2 separate regions of the Gossypium hirsutum genome follow, and region 1 is linked to region 2. Evidence: chromatin contacts called from public Hi-C data. All regions are on one chromosome and are shown on one strand. Each heading gives the region's core, a stretch centred on a gene start, on an enhancer-like site or on the middle of the called end of the contact. The rest is flanking DNA. Distances are from core to core; before and after follow the strand shown. Region 1 holds the start of LOC107910441 (PH, RCC1 and FYVE domains-containing protein 1). Region 2 holds the start of LOC121214512.

Region 1 (6,695 bases), core at 3,275-5,774, 280 kb after region 2:
CATTAGTATTGTATTGATTAAGTCATTTTATTAATCTAGTTGTTAATGCATTAAATGATAGTTAGAATCTAATGTAGAATATATTTAAAACACCCAAATTAAAATATAAACATGTGTGTACCCGTCGCAAGGATATCTTTGATTTGATGTGTTAAAAGAACGCTAGGCTCAATAAAATTTAGGGGGATAATTTGTTTTTATTAAATTCAAATCCGAATTATTTATGCAATAAGTATACATGTGTTTGTTTCAAATACGTTTTACGTTAATTTCAGCTAATATTTAATACCTAATAAAATAACCTATTGATATGATACTAATATATTTGACTTTAGAGACCAACTTAAAGTTTAATTGTAAGCTAAATAATTTTTGTTATAATTAACTTTAGAGTTTATTGCACTGGGCATCCTCAGCTGTGACATTCATTTTAAATTGGTCCCCAAATTTTAAAATATTCTAATTACATCGATCTCTAAACTATCGATGTTATATCAATGAAGTCTTTTTATTATTAAAACCATTAAATGACATATCAAATCTTGTGTATCTAAATTTAAAATTAAAATTTTAAAGAAATAGAACATTGTACTTTTAAAAGTAAAATTTAAAAGTTAAGTAAAATTGAACAAAAAAAAAGAGTAAACGATAAAACTTCTGTAAAAGTTTCAAAAATCTCAAAACTAAGGTTTTTAAAACATCCATTTTACAATATTCATTTTTTTCTTAAAATTTTCATTTTAAATTATGTTATATAAGATCTAGCATGTCATTTAACAGTTGAATTAACAATTTTAGTAACGTGATGATCTAATTGATATAACCTTGATAGTTTGGGGGTTTATTTAGAATAATTTAAAGTTTAGAAACCAATTAAGAATTAGGGTCATAGTTTAGGAATATTTGGTGCAATTAACTCTTAACTTTATTATAACTTATACCCAGGCCTGGCCCTAGGAGTCGTTTGGAGGTGCGGCCGCCAAGGGCCTAAGATTGAAAGGGGTCCAAAATATTATTTTTTAGTTTTTAATGGGCTCAATTTTTTTTAACTTTTAAAAGTAAAAAAAATGTACTAACTTTTAAAGGGCCTAAGTTTTTTTTTTAGCTTTTAAAGGTCCAAAATTTTTTTTATCAACTTTTAAGGAATCTAAAAAAAATTCTCTAACTTTTAAAGAACCTAAAACTCCATTTTATTATTTTGTCTAGGGCCCAAAAATGTCAAGAACAGGCTTGCTTATACACCTTTTCCCATCTTGGTACCTAAGCTTTTTTTGGGTTATAAGTGATAGCTAAACTACTTTTTTTCCAAGTTGGTATATTCGTTAGTCAAACCATTAAATATATTTTAAAGAGTCTTAACCCACAAATTAGTGCCTAAATTATTCTTACTTATTTTACAACAAAATGTTATATATGTTAAAAAAAGTTTCAACTAAATAATAAGCTGCCATATCATATAAGTTTTAAAAAATATTTTAAATTATTTTATTTTCTCTCTCTATTTTTTTTCTATTTTCCCTTCCTACTTCCTTTATAGTGTTTAACAATACCAATAATGCTCGAAATTCCCCCTATCGAGGTCAATACACTAGCGATTAGTTTTGTTTTTGAACTTCACTACTTGTTTGCTTGACCTGACAGGATCCAAAAAGTTATTTCATCGATCAAAACCAATATTTTTATAATTAGACCAGGCTAGTTGGATTAGAAACCGATTAAGGTACTGGTTCGGAGATGGGGGCTGAATTGATTGACCTACAAACCAATATAGACCAGTTAAATTGGTTTTCTCAAAATTTTAAATATATTTTTATAAACTTTTAAATAATCTATTTGACCGAAGTGAACGAACTGACCATATCTAGAATTAAGACTCGGCCGATTTGACTATCAATCTGGTTTTGAAGAAAGAAAAAAGAATGAATATATATATGAGAAAACAATACTTTTTATCTTTTTTGTCACATGTCAATTTTTTATTGATTATTTTTTAAATACATAAACTTAACGGTTTAGCTAATTATTGAACTAAGAGAGATATTGACTTGGGGAAAAAAGGGTACCAACTTATGAGTTAAGCTTTTATTTAATAGACTTAACGGTTTGACTAACGAATATACTGATGAGGAAAAAATAATTTAGATATCATTGGTGATAAAAAAAATCAAGTATCAAAATGAGAAAAAATATATTTTAAATACCAATTTGTAAGTTAAATCTAATTTACACCCTAAATTCCTATTTGGTGTCCATTAAATAGTTTTTGGTCATACGTGGTAGAGAAACAAGAATTTATATTCAATACCCAATCAATATATAAATGAAGATAATTGAGGTGGAAATTATTATTTAGATAAAAGAAAAAATTGATGTTACTCACATGATCACTAAAAAGATCCTACCACAGGTCATATGGTTTCACCTTACTCCTACATTCTCCTCGGTCCACTTCATTTTCCCAAAAGCGCCCCCAAATCGCGGACCCACTCACGCGCCCCCGCACTCGCCCCCCCGCCCCACCAAAAAACTCACCTAATCTGCTCCCCCGCCGTAAAGTTTCATTTACACCTCCTCCACTCCTTGCCCGCCACGTATTTACTATTCTAAGGGCTTTTACGTCATTTACTAGTCAATACCCGAAATTACGGAAAACACCCTACTAGGTGCTTCCCTCTCCCGACCTCCAAACATGGTATGACGTTTTCGGTTTTTTGGTACCCAAGGTTCCTTGCGCAAGGCCTTGTTTGGTACGCACATTAAAACTATCGAAATAGAAGCTTCCATTGCGTTTGGGGTTGTCAACATTTTATAATCCATCCAAATACGGTCTTGAACATGTTTAAGTTTTGATTTGATAAAAAAAAGATGTTTAAATATTTGTTCAATCCATTACAATACTGAGTAAATGGGTAATTCAAAGTCAAATTTAGAACTAAATTAAGAATATTTTCTGGCGTTGCCAGATTGTTTTTTAATATTTAAAAATAAAAAAACTATTAAAATATTAAAAATATATGTAAATCAAAATATTAAAATGAAAAGATTCATTTAGTGATGTAATATTAGTTACATATTATTTAAATATAATAAATTAGTGATAAAATTAATTAATTTGTGTCAAAATCTAAAAAGGCTGCAAGATTGCAAGTTGCAAGTTGCAATTGTACTTTATTTGTTTTAAAAGTGTTAAAGTCTCTAAACTAAAGCCACAAATCAAATTTCCCTTTTTACTTCTGCCAAACAAAATAAAAAATTAAATTAATTAAAAGGGGAAAATATGAAAATTAGCAGCTCTATGTACTATGATATAAAAAAAGAATAATTTATTTATACTTAAAAACAAATAACCAAAATTTTTAAAGAAGTATTGTGAAAATAGATTCCTTTAATTGATTCCTAAAAATTATATTTTTGCATCTTTTATTGAATAAAAAGTAAAATTATTAATATTAATCTTATTTCAAGACTTAGTTTGAATAATGATTACAATTTTATTAAGTTGATTAACATTTATATGATTTAGTTTCTTTTTTAATTTTGAGTTATAACTAATAATTATATGATAATATAATTGATTTAAGTTTAAGATTCGAGTATCCAAGTTCGAGTCCTATAATATGGAATGCCATGTGTGGATCCTCTCCTAATTATTTTGGGGTTAAGTGTCACCTTATGTGGGATATGTTCATATTTATTTTGAGTTAGGTTTGAATATATTTCAATTTTCAATTTGTTGTGTTTACCTGGTTATAATTCTAGTTGATGGAATATGTATTGCTTGTGATTTGTTTTGTGCTTGTACTTACAATTCTATGCCATATTTACGATTTTGACTGAGTTGGTGTCACTCATTAATCAAGCCACAACTGAGGCATAAAGTTACTAAAAGCCTAGATATTAGTTTTAGAGCAATTTACCTTTTTGCATAACATCTAGAAAAATATTTGCACATGATGAGAATCAAACTCAAAATATTATGATGCTTATGTTTAACATCTCAATTTTATTATATCAAGTTCAATAAAAATTTTATGTATATCATGAGTGTGCTATATAATTTAGTACTTATAGTTATAAGCTCTTTAAAAAAAATTAACTTGTTTGTCATTTATCTATACTATTTATCATCATGTGTGTCGCCAACATGTCCCAACTTAATTGTGAACTTATTAAAAAAATCATTTATTTTAAAAAGCAAGGTATTATTGTCTTTTTATATATCTATTTAGAAAAATAAGAAAAATATATGATGAGATGTGGTTATTTTTGTAAACAGAACTTTGTTATTTCAATAAATTTCACATTTAATTTGTATTGTTTAAACTAATTGCTTATTTTTCCACCAAGTTTAGGTGATACTTGTTTTAGGTCTCATTTAAATTTTAAATATTTTACTGTTGATCTGAGAGCTAAATAAATTAATAATAACGGAGATGATTTTATTTTATAAACATTTATTATTTCAGCGTAATATTAATGTAATCAATAATTAATTAAAAAATAAATAAATAAAAACAGAACAAGGAAATGAGAAGAAAAGAAAAGAAAAGAAGTGCATTGGAAATGTCTTAAATTCTTTTCAACCTCTCTCGGCTCAGGCGATTTGCTGCTTACCTTTCCCATCTTTGACTCTTCCCTTTAAATTTTTTATTTATTTTTAATTTATTTTTTAAAAAGCAAACCAAAACAACACAAAGCCCCAGGCTTTCCCTGCCGGTTTTCTCTTTCTTTGCCCCCGCCGGTAACTTATTCTCTGTCGGAACTTTCCGCTGTTCGCCGCGGCAGGGACATTTCTTTTTTGACCCTCTGAGTGGTTGTGCCGTCAGTCAAAGTTAAGGAGCGGACTTAGTCGTTGGTGGTTATTGGAGACGGCGGATGGTAGGATTTTGGTGTTGAAGGAGCTGAGATCACGTTAGATCTGCTAAAGGAATTGTTTTTGGTTTTGGTTAGCTGTTTGGGAATGGAGAGTTAAAACGTGTTTGTTTTTTGGATGGTAAGCGTCGGAGGGAAAGAGGAGAGAAGTGAAGAGAAAGGAAGAGAGGTGGTAGTTGCTGATGATGAACGGAGCTCACGAGAGCGATCGTAGAGGGCGGTGGCGTTTTGGTAATTTCCTCACATGGAATGGCAGATCTTGTTAGCTACGGTAATGCACAACGTGACATCGACCAGGTCTTCCCTTTTCCCTTTCTACTTTTCTTCATTACTCTCTGTTCCCCCCCCCCCTTGTTTTATACTTTAAATTTAAGATTTTGTTTATACTTATATTTATTCCTCAATTTCACTTTCAAATTTCCCCTCGATTTTTCTGATCACGGGAAGAAACGAGGGGTAATTTCTAATTTGGTGGAAATTTTTGGATTTTTCTGCTATTTTTATGGAATCTCTTTGTGTAGTATTTTGTTTCTTATTTCTAGATTTTAGTAGGCTTTACAAAGCTAGGAAGAATGTCTTCTTTTGTAGCTAATTTAGGAAAATCTGAAGAATTGTGTTTGAGAATATTGAACTTTATGTTTTTTCCTGGTTATTAGAAACTTGAGGGCAAAAATGGTTGACGACTTTGGTTAATAAAATTGGAAGTTTCATGCTTTATTAGGCAGCGAAATTAAAGACTGGCTTGAAGACATGCAGTCCCATGGGTTTTCCAAATCTGACAGCTATGCCGATGTGCTTGCCATTATGCATTGTGCAAACAATACATTGATTATATATTAACCCTAGCTAACATAGGGTGATGTTTATGAACATTAGACATATAAATGTGTATTAGTCAGGAACCCAATAAGGGGTGCTTGATTGTACAGTGTGATGTTTCACAGTTATCAGTTTATGGTTTAAGTGACATGTTAGGTTTCTTGATCATTAAATTACTTTCTTGATGTTTTTATCCTTCTGCAAATTTTCTTTTGTAGGCATTAATAGCTTTGAAGAAGGGTGCTCAGCTTCTGAAATATGGTCGCAAGGGAAAGCCTAAGTTTTGTCCATTTAGACTTTCTAATGTAAGTTTGGTTCCTACTTTTGAAACCTTTCTGTTGCATTCCTTTCATGTGTGAATGTTACTCTTTTGTTCTTTGTTAGACATTGTTAAGTTGAAATGTACACAAATACTAAGGGGGGACTTAATTGAAAACCCTGAGTTAAAGTTCATTTGCTCTCATCATGTGGAAGTAGTAATTATATTGACTATGAGAATTACTAAAGTTACACATGATTTTACTGTCTGCCTTACATGCTTTATCTTGGTAGGTACTAGACTTTTATATTTTATAGGCGTGCCACTCAGAAAATGGAATCAAGTATGCAGTGAATGGCTTTTACATTTTGCTATTATAGGACTCTGTTTTGTTTAAACAAGTAAAGCCGTTTTACATTTTGCTTGGCTTTTCATAAATTTTTTTGTTTATCTAACAAACAAATTTCTGCACTTATGAACTGTTTTCTTCCTTTTAAATTGCAGGATGAAACATCTTTAATTTGGATTTCAAGCAGTGGTGAAAGAAGTTTGAAGTTAGCCTCAGTCTCTAAAATTATTCCTGGACAAAGAACTGTGAGATGTTTTTTGTTCTTTTCTACATATGCATTTAGAGTATCATCAGAAACTTGCATACCCACTGTTAAGGTTGTTTATGATAAGTAGGGTAATGTACTAAAGAGAATTGAGTTGTTTTTCTAGAAACATGTACTTGTATTATGTTGGT
Region 2 (6,484 bases), core at 900-3,399:
TAATACACACCCAAAGGGAGCTTCAATCTGTTATGTTAATAAATCTGGGGCTGTTAACATGGGGGCAAAAGCTTTTCTTATGTCTTTTTTGTTCTCTTTCAGGGCCTGCGTCCGGAACTACCTGAGAATGCACATCCAAAACTCTTAGATTTGATGCAGAGATGTTGGGAAGCAGCTCCTGACAAGCGACCGTCCTTCTCGGAGATAACAACTGAGCTTGAGACACTTTTTGAGGAAGTTAAGGTATACAATCTTCACAATTAAGTTAACTTTTACTTTCTTTGAAGAGTGATTTCTTTGCATGTAATAAAGTGTAAAATTACAGGAAACAACAGAAGCAGTAAATGGGAACTGAAGATTTTTGTTATGTAAGTAAGCTGATTGACACATTTTAATATATCTTTTCATCACATAGTAAGTATAACTACACACGGAAGGGACACCCTAAACAAAATGCTGATTCGCAATTCTTTTTTGGTTGTCTGTTTTGTTTTTGTAATAACACTCTCTTACTTGAACATGGTGTAGAAAGAAAAAAAATATGCTTAAATGCAAATATGATACGAAATTTCCTCGCTAGGTGATAGTTTTCTTCTGGCTATTATATCACCGTTCTTAAAGTACTTTCATTTATTTGTTGTTATTTTGCATTAAAAGAAAAACTTGATTCTTTAATGGATAAATTTTTTCTCCACTATTTTTTCCCCAGTAGTTTACTTTTTTTTTTCTCGTAGTTAGGACATTGTATTTAAGTTCTATTCTTTGAGTAGTTACATAATTAATTGTAATATAAGTCACATTACACTTCCAAGGAAAGAACACTGATACAAATTTTGGAACCGATATTCTTGGCAGGATTAGCTATGAACCTGAAATAATTAGGGAAGAGAAACTCATGTTGCCATTTGAACTTGCCATCCATGAATCATTTGATTTATGGCAATGGTTAACCAAGGCATCCTTGATTTCCAAGACAGATCAAAACTATAGCAGTGGATAGTTAATTCCACAAATCTAAAATAAATACCCAAAATTAATTTAAACATAAAAATTTCATCTCTTTAATTTGTACAATAATAACGACACTATCTATCTTGAGCATAATTTCTCAATGATCCTTTCCCGCCTCAAGAAACACACCATTGATCAGAATTAGGCACCCCATTCCCACACTTAGAATCGTCCTCGCACTCTGAATCGTCCTCGCACTCTATCAATGCCTCCGTTTGAGCTTCCTGTGCCATGGTTTCCGCCAACTTGTCTGGACTTATCACCAACTTCACCTTTCACACTCTGGGTGTTGCTGACTCATCCGTGTCGGTTCTCTTCAACATTCGATATGGAGACGAAGAAGTAGATACGAGATCGTTGTTGTTGAGGGGTAGGTAGTTAGTAGAGCTAGCCTACGCGGAGCTTTTTGTTTTGAAGTAGTGGCTGCCTTTTGTTGTGAGGTAGTTAGTAGGGTGTGGTAAATGGCCATGTCTGGGAACTTTTTGGTTATGCACATGGCGGTGATGGGTGGTGGTAGCTCCATGATTCCGCCATTGGGTGTTGCCACTTTTATTGTTTCTACAGCTTCACTGAATGGTTTGAAAACGAAATTGCCCATATTAGGTCACTGCTTGCCCTCTTTTGGTGTCCTTGTGAGCATACTAGGGTTCATTAGCAATTTTATCAATTGCTAGCACATAGTTGACTTCAATCATTCCTTCCACTACCTTTTCACGAACAAAGCTACAATGCTTCATTAGAGCATGCTAGACAAGATTTGCAGCGTGGGTCACAGCATTGGTGGTAGCACACCATATGTAGGTACATGTGGCAAGTTGATACCCATCTTACATAGCTGTAACATGATCCTCATCATCACACAGTGTTTGCCTAGCGTCAATATTCAGCTTTTGCTGAAGACTGAGATACAACCACTTGCTTCTTGGAGCTTCAGCCAATGGTTAGGAACAGTCAATATTCAGCATAAACTGTTTCAATTGCCTCAATATGAGTAGCCTACCAAAACTTAAATTTTTGCATGGCTAGAACAGTAGCCCTTGATATAGCGTTCCTTTGAGATATTTAAGGATACAGTTGGTAACTTTGCTATGTTATACTTCGTAAATCGACTTTGTTAATATTTACGAAAATAATGAAAAATGTAGGCGGGACAAACGAATAAAGTAATTGCTTATATATTATTCCACTCGAAGGATACACGTTAGAAAAGCTAGAAAATAGAAAGAAAATATCTAAACCATACAATTACTTCTACAATTCAATCTATAAATTTTAAAGATTTTTACGTATAAGCTATATTTCATTATCTCCCTCAAGTTAGAGTGTAAATGTTATAAATATAATACACTTGAACTCCATAAAGAGTTTTTATGAAAAGATCTCATGGTTGATTTCCAAATTTCACACATATTGTGGAGGAATTTTTTGTTGAATCTTTTCACGATGGATGAAATGACCATATATCTCAAAAATTGTAAAATTCAATATTAGAGATAATATAAAGAGCAACTTAATTATCAAGGCATATTTTTGTTGGTAATAATTTTTAAAACCAACTTCATTCTATAGTTGTATACCCATATTATTTCACTCACAAATTGTGCCATGACTTTATATTTCGATTTTGCACTAGATTAGTACGTTACATTTTGTTTCTTGTTTTTCCACGAAATTAAATTCCTTCTAATAAAAATGTATTATCTCATAGTGGATATTTTGTTGACTTTGGATCTTGTCCAATTTGCATAAGAACAAAACATTCAATATTGGTGTGTCGATGATTCCTATACAATAGCCCCCGTCTATGACCTCCCATCAAATAACATACAATTTGTTCCAAGATTTCCCAATGATTAACAATTGGAGATGAAATGAACTAGCTTAGAACACCCACAGGGTGAGCAATATATGTGAGTTGTAGATGAGGCATTATTGGTGTGCTTTCGTTATTTTTACCGATAGAGAACATATTTTCTCTAAGACAGACATCACCTTTCTTACTTCATGTGACCTCAACCCCAAAGAGATACTTCAAGTACTCCAAATCTTTAGTTTGAAACTGAATATGAAGAAGAAAACTTCAAAGATGAAATGCCTGGAATATTGCTTCCAGTAATGACAATATCACCAACATACACGATTAAAAGGATTATACTAACCTCAGATTACTTATAGAACATCGAATGATAACAATTACTTTTCTTCAATCCAATTATTGGATTACCTCACTAAATTTACCAAACTAAGCTCGAGGGCTTTGTTTCAAACCATACAAAGATTTGCAAAGACAACATACTTTCCCGTTCTCCCTTTGAACAACAAATTCATTGTGGTTGCTCCATATAGACTTCTTCATGAAGACCATCGTGTATCTTGATGTCTAGTTGATGTACGGGCCAATCGTGGCAGCTATCATCCAAATTTTTCGATATAGAAAGAGGCACTATTTTAGGACACACTAGTGAAATTCTAAGAAAAAAATTGAAAAAGAAGATTGATAAAGAGAAATTTTAAAGGATTTATAATGATTTATGGTCGAAAATCAATGAAGTAAATTTTGTATGTGAAAAGGTGGAAAAATGACTAAATTGAAAAACTAAAAAAGTATGAGGATTAAAGTGTAAAGTGACCAATTAGGGAAATTATAGATTGATAATGATTTATTGATATTAATATGTCATGGGAAATGTATTTGTATCAAGAAAAACAAGTTTGAACTAAATTGAATAAAATAAAAAGTACAAGGACCAAATTCAAACTATTCCATTTTGGTCTAAAAAGGATAAAAATGTAATTTTTGTATGGTTGAATATTATTATGGACCTTTATGATGATATGTGAAGTTTTAATGTGTTAGTGTCACATTTGGTATTAATAAAGTGAAGTGAGACGAGAAAGGGACTAAAAGTATAAATTCTCCATTAAAAGATATTTTGGGACTTTTCAATAATATATTAATGATGGTTTTAGAATTTATCTTTGTATTGATATTAGAAATTTTAAAGCATGGAAAATTGTGGGTCATCCATTTACATTTTGTGTTGATTTTGACTATCAAAGGAATAAAAGAAAGGAAAAAAAGATGAAAACTTTCATATTTTCCTCCCTTTGTGTTGTCCCCCTTCGTGGAAGAAGAGAAAATTTTCTATTCTCATTTCTTCCTTCTCTCTCTTAAATCCAACAAAAAAAAAACCCATTTGTAAACCTAATTCCACCATCATCTTCATCATTGGAAGCAAGAGTTTTCATGAGCTAGAGAAAGCTTGAGTTAGGGTAAGAAAGTGAAGAATAAGGTAAGAAAGTGCATTTTTGCTATCTTTAATATGAACATTTAAGGTTGCTTGGTATGATTTCTTCATGAATATGCTTTTTGGGTATTATGTGTGATATGTATTGTGAATGAAAGAAATTGATATATGGGTAGTGAAACTTTAGGCTAGTGAGAATAACGAAAATTGGTGATTTTGTTGTTTCAAAGGAAGGTAAGTACTCAAGGAACCATCTTTACTTTATTTGAAGTAAAATTAATAATCCTTAGAGTTTAAATGGTTAAATGTTAAGATGAGATTACTCATTAATGTTCATAAGTGAAGAAAATAGTTTAATCAAAATGAAAATAGTGACGAGTATAATTATGCCCTAGTCTTAGACTAGAATGTGAATATTGAGAACTAATGCACTTTGATAAGTATTAAGTCAATAATTGACTTGAAATATGATAAATGACAATTTTAATGATGATGATGATGATTAATTTGTGTAGAAAAAGGCCAGTTAAGACATTAAATAGGTCATCAAGTGAATTGTTGTATAATATGAAAAAGGAGTATTAATGCCTTAACTAATGTGTCTAGGGGTGAGTGTTCGATCGAATGGAACTGAGTCAAATGAAAAAAGTTCAAGTGAATTGAGTTGAAGAGTATTATTTTATCATCCTAACTTAATTTAAAATTTTTTCGAATCGAGTCGAGTGGAATAGAATTCGATTCGATTCGAATCGAATTGAATATATTTGTTCAAGTTAAATTTAAAAAATAACTCTAGTGTTATTTATTTTTATGCAATCTTTCTTAAAAATATTTTTCTTTAAAGTTTTTAAACATGATCATACAAAGAAAAATTGAAGTAAACAAGTGAACAAATAAAAACAGTCCAAGTAAACAACAATAACAACAATAACAACACAACAAGATTATAATAGAAAATATAAGCAAAAGTCCAAAATACAAAAGAAAACTACATTAGTCCAAACAACAAAACAAAAAATAAAAACAACACAACAAAAGTCTAATAAACCAGCAACAATAACCCAATAAACTAGTAACAAAAACACATCAGTTCAAAAACCGTTATAGAATAGCGTAAGCTTCTTCTTTTCCTTTAAACACCGTAAGTAAAATTGAAACATCTATTTAAATTTATAAACTAATGATAAGTATATTATTATCTTCTTGATCTTCGGGTATTTTGGACAAGTCTAGCAAATTTAAAAACAAAAGTGTTAGTTAAATTATGAGAATGCTTACTAATATAGATAACATTAAAACTTATTTTATGAATCAAAATTAATATATTTCCATTTTCCATGGTTTGAAGTTCATTAACATAGTCTTTAAGATTGATGAGATCATTAGATTTCTGAAGCCAATCTTATGTGCAAACCAAAGCCTCAACCATGAGAGGAGTTAGAGAACTTCTAAAATTATTGAGAACACGTCCACACATGTTAAATGCAATTTTTGAGGCAACTGTTGAGATAGGAATAACAAGAATATCTCGAGCTATTTGTGCAAGAATAGGGAATCTAGGACTGTTCATTTTTCACCACAATAATAAATCAAATGAACTTGAATTATTTAGTTTGTCCTCGTCACCCAAATACTTATCCAACTCAGATTTACTTTATAGTCCAACTTGTTTCTTCTTCTTAAGGTATTTTTACTTGGCCAAGCCCTTTTTCATCTTTGACTGATCAATTTCCATTGAACTGAAAATATTTGTCGAAGAACTAGATTTTTACCTTCAAACAATTGAATTCTCCTGACATTAGAAGAATACTCATTGAACAAGCAATGCAATTTTCTATCAATCATTTTTGTAATGTCATTAGCAACATTAGAAAAAAGCAAATTGACTCCAAATTCCAAAAAGTTCATTTTACATCGTGGATCAAAGATAACCACCAAGTAAACTAGCATGCTGATCTTATTTCCTTCACCACAATTCTTATGATACTTATCCCTCATTTTGGAAGTCATAAAAATTATGTCTAAAGCTCGACAATTTGCCACCCATAAAAAAGACAATGCACATATGTTAATACTTCAAAAAGTTAATGAGAGGTAACATGCAAAGATCCAGACACCTTCAGTGTAAGATAATAAAAGGGCTCTAACACTTTTATAACTCTTCGATCCCAATCATCAAGCGTAGGAATTCCATCTCCAACAGTGAGGTCAAGAAAAAAGTCATG

Evidence for each region. A called contact is a pair of places that touch in the nucleus more often than the background predicts.
Region 1: a Hi-C map of hypocotyl shows a contact between it and region 2, with 2.4 times the contacts expected there. The contact joins the promoter of LOC107910441 here to the promoter of LOC121214512 in region 2. A contact is called at or near these places in 2 of 34 Hi-C or Micro-C datasets (hypocotyl and leaf).

Annotation. Positions count from the first base shown.
Region 1 is chrD02:10,651,343-10,658,037 of Gossypium_hirsutum_v2.1, forward strand. It overlaps LOC107910441 (PH, RCC1 and FYVE domains-containing protein 1), which reads left to right and starts at 4,525. Exons shown (of 9, transcript XM_016838278.2): 1 at 4,525-5,169; 2 at 5,910-5,996; 3 at 6,455-6,544. The coding sequence starts at 5,122.
Region 2 is chrD02:10,374,047-10,380,530 of Gossypium_hirsutum_v2.1, forward strand. LOC121214512 reads right to left here and starts at 2,150. Exons shown (of 2, transcript XM_041088282.1): 1 at 1,331-2,150; 2 at 526-1,283. The coding sequence starts at 1,609. The coding sequence ends at 1,128. It overlaps LOC107910450 (serine/threonine-protein kinase STY46), which reads left to right. Exons shown (of 16, transcript XM_016838284.2): 15 at 103-243; 16 at 326-579. The coding sequence ends at 355. LOC107910449 (a long non-coding RNA gene) reads right to left here. Exons shown (of 2, transcript XR_001687646.2): 2 at 6,090-6,484.